Regions from separate parts of the Sander lucioperca genome. Here region 2 is linked to region 1. The links are chromatin contacts, called in public Hi-C maps. All regions are on one chromosome and are shown on one strand. Each heading gives the region's core, a stretch centred on a gene start, on an enhancer-like site or on the middle of the called end of the contact. The rest is flanking DNA. Distances are from core to core; before and after follow the strand shown. Region 1 holds the start of sdhaf3 (succinate dehydrogenase assembly factor 3, mitochondrial). Region 2 holds the start of tac1 (protachykinin-1).

The links. Hi-C and Micro-C count contacts between places; a contact is called where the count stands out from the background.
Region 2: a contact with region 1 is called in a Hi-C map of muscle, with 6 times the contacts expected there. The contact joins the promoter of tac1 here to the promoter of sdhaf3 in region 1. A contact is called at or near these places in 2 of 2 Hi-C or Micro-C datasets (liver and muscle).

The regions. Positions count from the first base shown.
Region 1 is chr16:27,537,994-27,542,687 of SLUC_FBN_1.2, forward strand. It overlaps sdhaf3 (succinate dehydrogenase assembly factor 3, mitochondrial), which reads left to right and starts at 2,595. Exons shown (of 2, transcript XM_031279325.2): 1 at 2,595-2,948. The coding sequence starts at 2,772.
Region 2 is chr16:27,680,352-27,685,481 of SLUC_FBN_1.2, forward strand. It overlaps tac1 (protachykinin-1), which reads left to right and starts at 3,391. Exons shown (of 5, transcript XM_031279327.2): 1 at 3,391-3,928. The coding sequence starts at 3,809.

The DNA.
Region 1 (4,694 bases), core at 1,345-3,844:
TCTTGCAACACATTTCAAAAAAAGTTGGAACAGTAAAGCATTTACCACTTTGTAATGTTGCCATTCCTTTTCACAACACTTAAAAGACGTTTAGGGACTGAAGACACCAAGTGATGAAGTGTTTCAGGTGTAATTTTGTCCCATTCTTGCTGCAAACAAGTCTTAAGGTGGGCAACAGTACGGGGTCTTCGTTGTCGCATTTTGCGCTTCAAAATGTGCCACACATTCTCTACTGGAGACAGGTCGGGACTGCAGGCAGGCCAGTCAAGTACCCGTATCCTCTTCCTCCGCAGCCAGGACTTTGTAATGTGTGCAGAATGTGGTTTTGCATTATCTTGTTGAAATATGCATGGACGTCCCAGGAAAAGATGTCTTCTTGAAGGCAGCATATTGTGCTCCAAAATCTCTATGTACTTTTCAGCATTAATGGTGCCATCACAAAAGTGCAAGTTACCTTTGCCAAGGGCACTGACACAACCCCATACCATGACAGACCCTGGCTTTTGGACTTGTTGCTGGTAACAGTCTGGATGATCCTTTTCTTCTTTGGTCCGGAGCACACGGCGTCCATTTCTCCCAAAAAATACCTGAAATACTGATTCATCTGACCACAGTACACGTTTCCACTGTGTGATGGTCCATCCCAGATGCCTCCGATACCAGAGAAGTCGACGGCGCTTCTGGACACTGTTAACATAGGGCTTCCTTTTGGCACAGTACAGTTTTAACTGCCATTTGTGGATGTAACTACGTATTGTGGTACTTGACAAAGGTTAGCCAAAGTAGTCCTGAGCCCATGTGGTGATATGGCTTATAGATGAATGACGATTCTTGATGCAGTGCCGCCTGAGGGATCGGAGATCACGGTTGTTCAGCTTAGGCTTGCGCCCTTGTCCTTTACGCACTGAAATTCCTCCACATTCCTTGAATCTTTTAATTATGTTATGCACTGTTGAAGGTGAAATAAGCAAATGTCTTCCTATCTTTCTTTGAGGAACGTTGTTTTTAAACCTTTCAATAATTTTCTCATGTATTTGTTGGCAAACTGGCGATCCTCGGCCCATCTTTGCTCCTAAAGGACTAGACTTTTCTTGGATGCTGCTTTTGTACCAAATCATAATTACAATCACCTGTTGACATCACCTGTTTCAAATCACATCATTATTTAACCAATTTCCCTGATTACTAGCCCTAAATTGCTCCTGTCCCAACCTTTTTTGGAATGTGTTGCAGGTCTGAATGACAGGAAAGGATGTATATTTACAAATGAAATTAAGTTGACCAGACAAAACATGAAATATTTTGTGTTCACATTGTCTGCAATGAAATACAAGTCAAAGTACATTTAGAAATCACTACTTTCTTTTTTATTTGTGTTTTCCATACTGTCCCAACTTTTTCTGATTTGGGGTTGTATTTGCACAGCAATTTGAAAAATACAGTAAAGTTACACATTACTGTATGCAATTGTGTCTTGCAATCCTGTGTGTTGCAGAGTAAAATTACAGTAAATATGGCAAATCTTTACTGTAACACCACTGTACACTACAATACACTAAATGTGTGATGCAGTAAAGCTGTACGTCTAAATGTAAAATGTACAGTGACAAGTTATTGTCCCACTGCAAGCTTCATGTATGACACAATGACAGTAGTGCGGTGCAGATTGTTTAGTGCTGAATTACTGTCCATTTATACACACCTGTTCTCCCGACGAAATGTTTGAATAATTGAATTTACAGTGGTTCTCCCAACATTTGGCTGCACCCTACGACCAGCCTCAGCCATTGTGAGGCCGTGATTGACAACATGAGCCACAATTGTAGCCCTGATTTCATCAGGGATCCGCCTATGTACTTGGCCTCTTCTTCCTCTTCCCCTGTTTTGTCCCCTTCCCCTTCCTCCCCACACCCTCACCCCTCTTCCACGAGGCTGACCTTCCATTTCTGTGTCACAGTATTGTAGAAATGGTACACACTATGTCCTGCTTGGTTCATATATGCTTGTAAAGTGGGGGTTTATGGGATTCAGCTCTGACAGTGATAGAGAAGTGGCTTATCATTGGTTGCAACTAATGCTTCACACACCCCTTCTCATCAGTGAAAGCTGAGATTCACCTGAGAGAAATTGTTCAATTTAGGAGACATTTTCAGGAAAAAAAAGATGTAAAAAGAGATGATGTTGACAACTAGTTCAACATTTTTGTATGGAATGACTCAAGCAATGAAATGAGGACTATTAGTTTAATATGGAATGACTATTCAGCATTCACAAGTATAGTTAATTTTGACTGACATGACATAAGCAAATGATAATGTTATAAAACAGCAGAGAGTTGTATGAAAGCAATTGATGCATGTCCAAAAGCATTTGCAATTTGTTGGAAGGAATGAGAAACTGCTACTATGATGTGCACAAATGACTAAATGTTGTGGAGGTTGAACTAACTGTTGTGCAAATGTAAATAGTGATGTGAGAAATGCACCAAAGCGACTGAGAAAAACTGTAATTAACTCCTGAGAAGAAGAATGTATTTGTGCTTTCCTTGCGGAGTTACTGCTCCAGGCCAGCAGGTGGAGCTGATGTTTGCCAACCAGAATAAGAAGGTCCATTTCCGGGAGAAACAAGGACATGTGTTGAGTAACTCTCCTTGGGAATGTCGCTTTCTAACGCCGTTATGTCTCTCACTGTTTTTGGAATACAGGACAGCTGTTAAAAGTTGTATTTAAACGTTCACTGATAGTAACTGTTAGTTTGCGGTACTTGACTTCATGGCAGCTTCTGCTCATGTCTCCAGAGTCCGGTCATTGTACAAGAGGATTCTGGTCCTGCATCGGTTCCTGCCGATAGATTTAAGAGCCCTCGGGGACCAGTATGTCAAAGACGAGTTCAGAAGAAACAAACGGGCGTCGTCCGAAGAGGTGACGAGCTTCATGACAGAGTGGGAGGTAAACCATTTCATCCCTATAAAGTCGCACTAACCAAACCCCATTCATAAATCTCTCAATTTAAAGTTTACATGATTGTAGATAGTCTCACTGTTATACTCTACACTCAAACCCAAATTCTCATCCTTTTTACACCGAATTTACTAAACGCCACCTCTTACTTACAACACAATGTAATAATGTCTTCATTAGTTATCATTAGCCTGCTCGTATCCAACATGGTGGACAGAGGTATTAAACTAAGTGTTGCCTGTGGATTTCTATCCCGAATTAGATAGATAGATAGATAGAGAAGGAAATTAAGGTGTCCAATAGCTTATACACAACATATACATAGGCACACAGACATATGACATATGACATCCACGCACACATACTATAAAAATACAAAGAAAGATATATTAATAGTGTGCCCTTACATTAAAGTTTGGTTGTAGCATGTTTAACAGAGCGGTGTGGAAAAAAATGCAGAAAGGTGCAATGGTATCATAGTGCCAGTGCAAATTCTATATCTGTTCAAGTACAACAGGCTACACAATATATCAAAAATAGAATAATCATTACTTAACTATACATAGACATTAGTAAAAGACTTGAAGAAGAGTTTAAGTTAAAGTTGAAAACTGTCCATACAGACAAAAAAACAGCATGGTGTATTGACCATACAGGCAAGCTAGCAAAATGGGCAGATGGCTAATATAGCCAGTAAGGGAGTCAAACAGTGCCAATCAGTCCAGTCCAGGGTAGTTTTCTTTAAATGTATCAAGTCGGTTTTTGTTTTTTTTTACATTTGCAGATTAAGAATTGGAATTTGCATTAAATTGGAAGATTTTAAAGGACGTTTGAAAACCTTGTTCTCAGTGGGTGTTAAAATAACCCCCTTCATTAGAATTATTCATCATATGTTCTGCCACACTAAGTCAACTCAAACTAAACTTAACTTTTGTCTCTGTTTCCCTGTATTAGGTAACGTTACCAGATCACATATAGCCTATATGACACGCCTAGAATTGTGACAGTATTCCCTTGATGTCTGTGGGCGGGGTGCTGAACCAGAGAACGCAGCGATTAATGCATTAAGACGTCTGATAATTCCATGTAGCCTGGGTGTCTCTGTGTAGTCTTGCTAAATATTCAGTCTCAGATGCCATGTATTTGCCAGGAGATGAGGTGGAATAACAATATTTGGTGCTGAAGGAGACGGAGCTGAGCTCCGGCAGGGTGTGTTGTGGACCTGAGGAGGCGGAGCTGCGCTCTGGTGCGCTCTGGCCCAATTTAACCTCTGCATATAGGCCTAGGGAATAATTAGTAAATTGCAAACCTGTTAAATAAAGCATTAATAAATTAATCAAATATGGGTGCTATATGCTGTTTCAAAGCCCTCCGTGCACTGTTGGGAATAGTTCTAAAAAGTTCTGGTGGATAAATGATTGAGCCTAAAAGTGGTGGTCAAATTTGAAACATATTGAGTCTAAATCAGCCTATAAAATACCCACCATATGTAAGGTGTCCATTGTAGAATGTAAGGTCCACCTGAGTTGCCAAAACCCCCACATTTCCCTGAAAATGACTGGGCACATGACCTCGGTGTTGTCAGTGATGGCTGTTAAAGAATATGTTTACCGTATTTCCTCTCTAACTGGGACGTTTTGGTAGGGCTGGGCGATATGGAGAAAATCAGATATCACGATATTCTTGACCAAATATTATAATATTGCGGCGATATTCTAGGGTTGACAATTGGGG
Region 2 (5,130 bases), core at 2,141-4,640, 140 kb after region 1:
TATTTTCCTGTTTCTGTGTAGGGCTGGGCGATATGGAGAAAATCAAATATGACAATATTTTTGACCAAATACCTCAATATCGGTACCGCAACGATATTGTAGTGTTGACTATTGGTGCTTTCACAAAATATTTACACAATGAGATTTTTGATAAATAATCATCAGTAATGTGGATATAATGTCTAAGTGGGTAAAGGTAAATAATAGAGCAGTTACAACAGTCTGATAAGTTCAGAAAATGACATCACTTTACTGTAATGCAGCCTTTAAAACCAGGAAAAGACAACATCTATGCCATATTACGATATCCAAAATCTAAGACAATATCTAGTCTCATATCACGATATCGATATAATATTGATATATTGCCCAGCCCTATTTCTGTGTCTAAGTGACTGATGGGAACAACAATCTTTGACGTTGGTCCAGTATTAAGCGAGATCGCTGCAGTCGGCAGTCAGAGAAACAAGCTACAATGTAATAATTAATAGGGCAGTTGTCCAGCTTGTATTTACCTTCACAAAAAAATTTTTTTTTGCCACTGACAGGCTCAGATTAATATTCTAAGTGTCTGAGAATGTTATGGAAAGGATCCCTTCAGGGATAAATCTCTCTAAAAGGTCTTTAAGACCTTTTTGTTTAACCAGAAACAGCTCTGAAGTCACTAGCACTAAACCAACCAGACTCCATTTAAAAAAGCAATACTTTTATCCAAAACTGCTTTTCATAGTTTTATTTTGTTTCTGGCGACTTTGAATGAAGTGTATTTTACGATGCTAAAATCACTGTTTATTTACATGGAGTCTGGTGGGTTTAGCGAATGCAATTTTGCGGATGTTTTTATGTTTAAAAAAAGCATCTTACTCTTTAACAGAAAGGTTGACCTCCTTAGAAATCCTTTCCATAATATTGTCAGACACTTATTATATTAATCTGAGTCTGTCAGTGGCAAAACGAGCAGTTTTGTGAAGGTAAATACAAGCTGGACAATTGTCCTATTAACTTACATTGTAGCTTGTTTCGCTTCTGTGGCCGCGTGACTTTCTAGAGCTTCTCGCCTTTGACTAAACGCCAGCCCTTGCCACCAAAAAAACAGACCGGTCCACCGGGAATTGGCCTGCTATAAACTAACTAAAGTAAATCACCAATTCAGTGTTAAGAAAGAATACAAATGTGAAAACAACACTGAAATCCCTCCACTCTCGTGTTTAGGCGTATAAAATCTCTTTCAAGCAAATTCAATTCAATTCAATTCAATTTTATTCATAGTATCAAATCATAACAAGATTCATCTCAAGACACTTTACAGATAGAGTAGGTCTAGACCACACTCTATAATTTACAGAGACCCAACAGTTCCAGTAATTCCCCCAAGAGCAAGCAAAGACTACATTATTACATTATAACATGATAACGGCCATTTAATTTCTAGTTATACCCAGAATTAGATCCAGGTTAGGTGAGGGCGCCTTCAGTTACTATGGTCCTGCTCTCTGATGTATGTGTGTGTGTGTGTGTGTGTGTGTGTGTGTGTGTGTGTGTGTGTGTGTATATGTGTGTGTGTGTGTGTGTGTGTGTTTCTATGTTACTAGTTTCAGGTATATATTTACAATAGGTGACTGCACCAAGGAGACGGACATAGTTTCACTAAGAATTTGTTTATTTTGCAAATGGTAATAAATCATTTTAATTATTCTGGTGTTATTGGAATAAATAATATTTCAAAAAAATCTTTTTTATAAAAAATCTCAACAAACATCTTCACACTAAACTGAAAAAGGCTGTTGCTGCAATTGTGTTAATTTTACAGGAAAAAAAACACTGCACTAATAATGAAGAAAACGCTGTTATTATTAGACGAGGAGCCTACGATCATAATGATGACGTTACTGTTTAATGCAGGACACTTTTTACATGTTGTGGTCAATTTAGAGATTTTGGTCTATTTTGCTTCCATGTGTCCATATGTCTAACTGTTCAGATGCATCAATCAGGGCCAGGGGGGGTGTCTAACTGTTCAGATGCACCAATCAGGGCCGGTGGGGGGTGTCTAACTGCATGTCAATCACTGCTCATGCACACACATTCATTCTCCCTTGTGGGGGGAGGGGCTTAGGAGACTGATATGTTTTAGTTATTTTGTTTATCCTGTTCACCTACAGTGCCTTGTCAAATGAATGCAAATTAGCGCATTTTAACTAGTTAACGCCTAATTTGCATATCGATGATGCCTCAGCTAAACCTTAGCTAACTTATTACACAAGCTAGCTCATGCATGTTAGCAAGACACAAGTTAACTAGCTATTTGTTTTGTCTTTCGGCTAATTAGCTGTAAACTCGAGGCACTGGCTGCTTAGTCTTTTGTTCTGTGTGCAAACAGGAATGTATAGGCTATATTCATTCATAATAAAAAATAAAAAATAAAAAAAACATGCATCCAGAAAAAAGGGCACTTTCTCTCGAGGAGGAAAAAGGGCAGGTGCTCAAGCCCCTTTTGATGTCTATGTGTGCACGTGCATGTGTGTGTGTGTGTGTGTGTGTGTGTGTGTGTGTGGATAGATAGATTGATACTTTATTCATCCCGAAGGAAATTTTAGGATCCAGTAGCTTAGACAACCTTAACACAACAAACACATATACACACATATATCACACATGCATAAGAATAAAAATAAAAGTCACGCACAGAAATGCAATGACCATGATAAGGTGCTATGGTAGACTGTGTGCAATGGCGACAGTGCAACAGTGAACAGTGCAGGGATTGAACAGTGCAGTAGAGTATTATTAAATATTAACTCTGACTATGAAATATTAACATAACATATTAACTGACTGATTGAATAAGAATAATAAAGAACAATATATAACAGGGAATAAGTTATAAGATGTACAGTAGTTGTTATGACCACAGTCCAGATTGGTGTGTGTGTGTGTGTGTGTGTGTGTGTGTGTGTGTGTAAGTAATAAAAGGTGCTCTATATAAAATTGCCATTGCCATCATGTCATTTGTGAAGTTTTAAAATTAGCACCCCTAAATTTAGTCCAGGCACCCCTAGAATACTGATCCAAAGAGACTATAAAAGTACACCACCATTTCATTTGGAATAGCCTACCACCTCCTTGGTAGGTAGTACTGTGGCTCAGCATTAAAGTACGTTTCCTCACATTTGTTGGTGTCTTTCTAGTTACATAGTTCAGTGTTCCCCCTACCATAATGGTCCAAAATGATGTTAAAATGCAAAGTTAGCGCAGTAGTATAACGTTTTTGAAAAATGACGTTAAGAGGTCGGATCCTAGCATTGCACAGGCTGTCACAATGCATTTCTGAACATGAACGATAAAATCAGATCACCTGTAGACTCGGTTTCCGGAGGGGAATGTCCAGTGACGCACATCATCTGCAGGTCGGGATATCAGAGGGCTAAGTGTAACTGAAGTGAAGTATGAGTACAGGAGAGTAATCCCACTACCGGGCTGGCTGCTATAAAGGAGCGCGTGCCGGGCTCTCTGGACAGGAGAACGCACGAGACCGCAGAAGAAGTTGTTGCAGAGGCTGAGCGCGCGCAGAGCATTGAAGACAGTTGGCTGGATCCCGCCACAGCGTTTTGACGCACGCACGCACGCACTATGGACTACTGTTGAGCTCTGTGAAGAAGCAGTGCACGCACAGAACAGCTGCTGCTCCTGGCTCGAACCTTGAAGCTACTCGTTTTGTTTTTTTTTGTTTCGAAGTCGGTTATCAGCGGTTATTTTAACAGAGCAGTGAGTCGAACTTATTCAAACTGCGTCGAAGAACAGCGTCGCCATGATGAAGTTACTGCTGTTACCAGTTTTAATGGCTCTGCTCGTCGTCGCCCAAGTTTTTGGCGAAGAAAACGACATCAAAGAAGATGCTGACTACTGGACGAGCAGTAATCAAATTCAGGTATTTAGATCCTCGACATAATCATTCACCATCATGACACCTATCGCGTATTATTGTCTGGAGGCAAAAAAAGTAGGAATTAATAATTGTTTCTATAATTAAATCACAATCAGTTTTATTGTAAGTATACTCACATACACAAGGAATTTGACTTCGGTAGGTGTTAACTCTATACATTCAACAAATAGACATGTGGTAGTAAACATTCAGTAGACCAATAGTAATATAGACACATACTGTACAATAGAGACAACAACATAGACCTGCATAGAGGCACATATCAACGTAATATACAAAAATACAAATAAGACATAATATCGTGTTAGCCATAACAACTTTATAACGTGGAAATATGTCACTGGAAAAAAAAAAAAAGTTGCATAAACCTGTAACATTACTCGTGTAAGTTTGTACACAGATATGAAAAAGGTAAGACAGCTGATACAACTGGATGTGTAGTTTTTTTTTTACTTAATGATATCAATATAGCTCTGAGGTAATTAATCCCAGCATCAACGTATGCAGTATATATAGTCTACTGCTACACCTAATGACTGCTGTGTGTTTCTGTAGATAGAGTTAAGCAATAATGATGGAATATTATGGGGTCAAGTATTACACGTTATCAGCACCTGATAAAGAAGTTTTTTTAAATGTGGTCTGGTGTATTTTTGCCCTTTTTACTCATTCTGTGCTCTCTCCATTTGCCATCATTTTGAATAGAATATATGATATAATTAGACTTGAGACTAGACTACTAACACGCACAGTGTCACACTTCGCCAGCCCGATGAACTGAAGACAGTTCTGTGTGTGTGTGCTTCAAGGCTGCTTTTCCTAAAAGAAGAATCAACCCCCCCCAGTGTGTAATAGGGCTGCACAATATATTGTTTGTTATCGCCATCGTGATATCAACTGGCACAATAAACGTGTCATGAAAGGCTGCGACATATCGGAGAGACAGTCCAAAAAATTCTGTATTAGTTTAAAGAAAATACCAGTACAAAACTGCACTTTAAAATGTAACTGGTGGTGCCTTTTATATTGAATTCATTCTTCAATTGGATCGATAAAAGAATGTTGGAAATTATTTCCTTTTGTTTGTTTTAAATTCAACAAGCAGTTTGTTGTATTTGAGCAGAAGACTGAAAGCAGCAGAACTGAGTACACTGAAATATCTGTTTATTTATGGCAAGTAATAG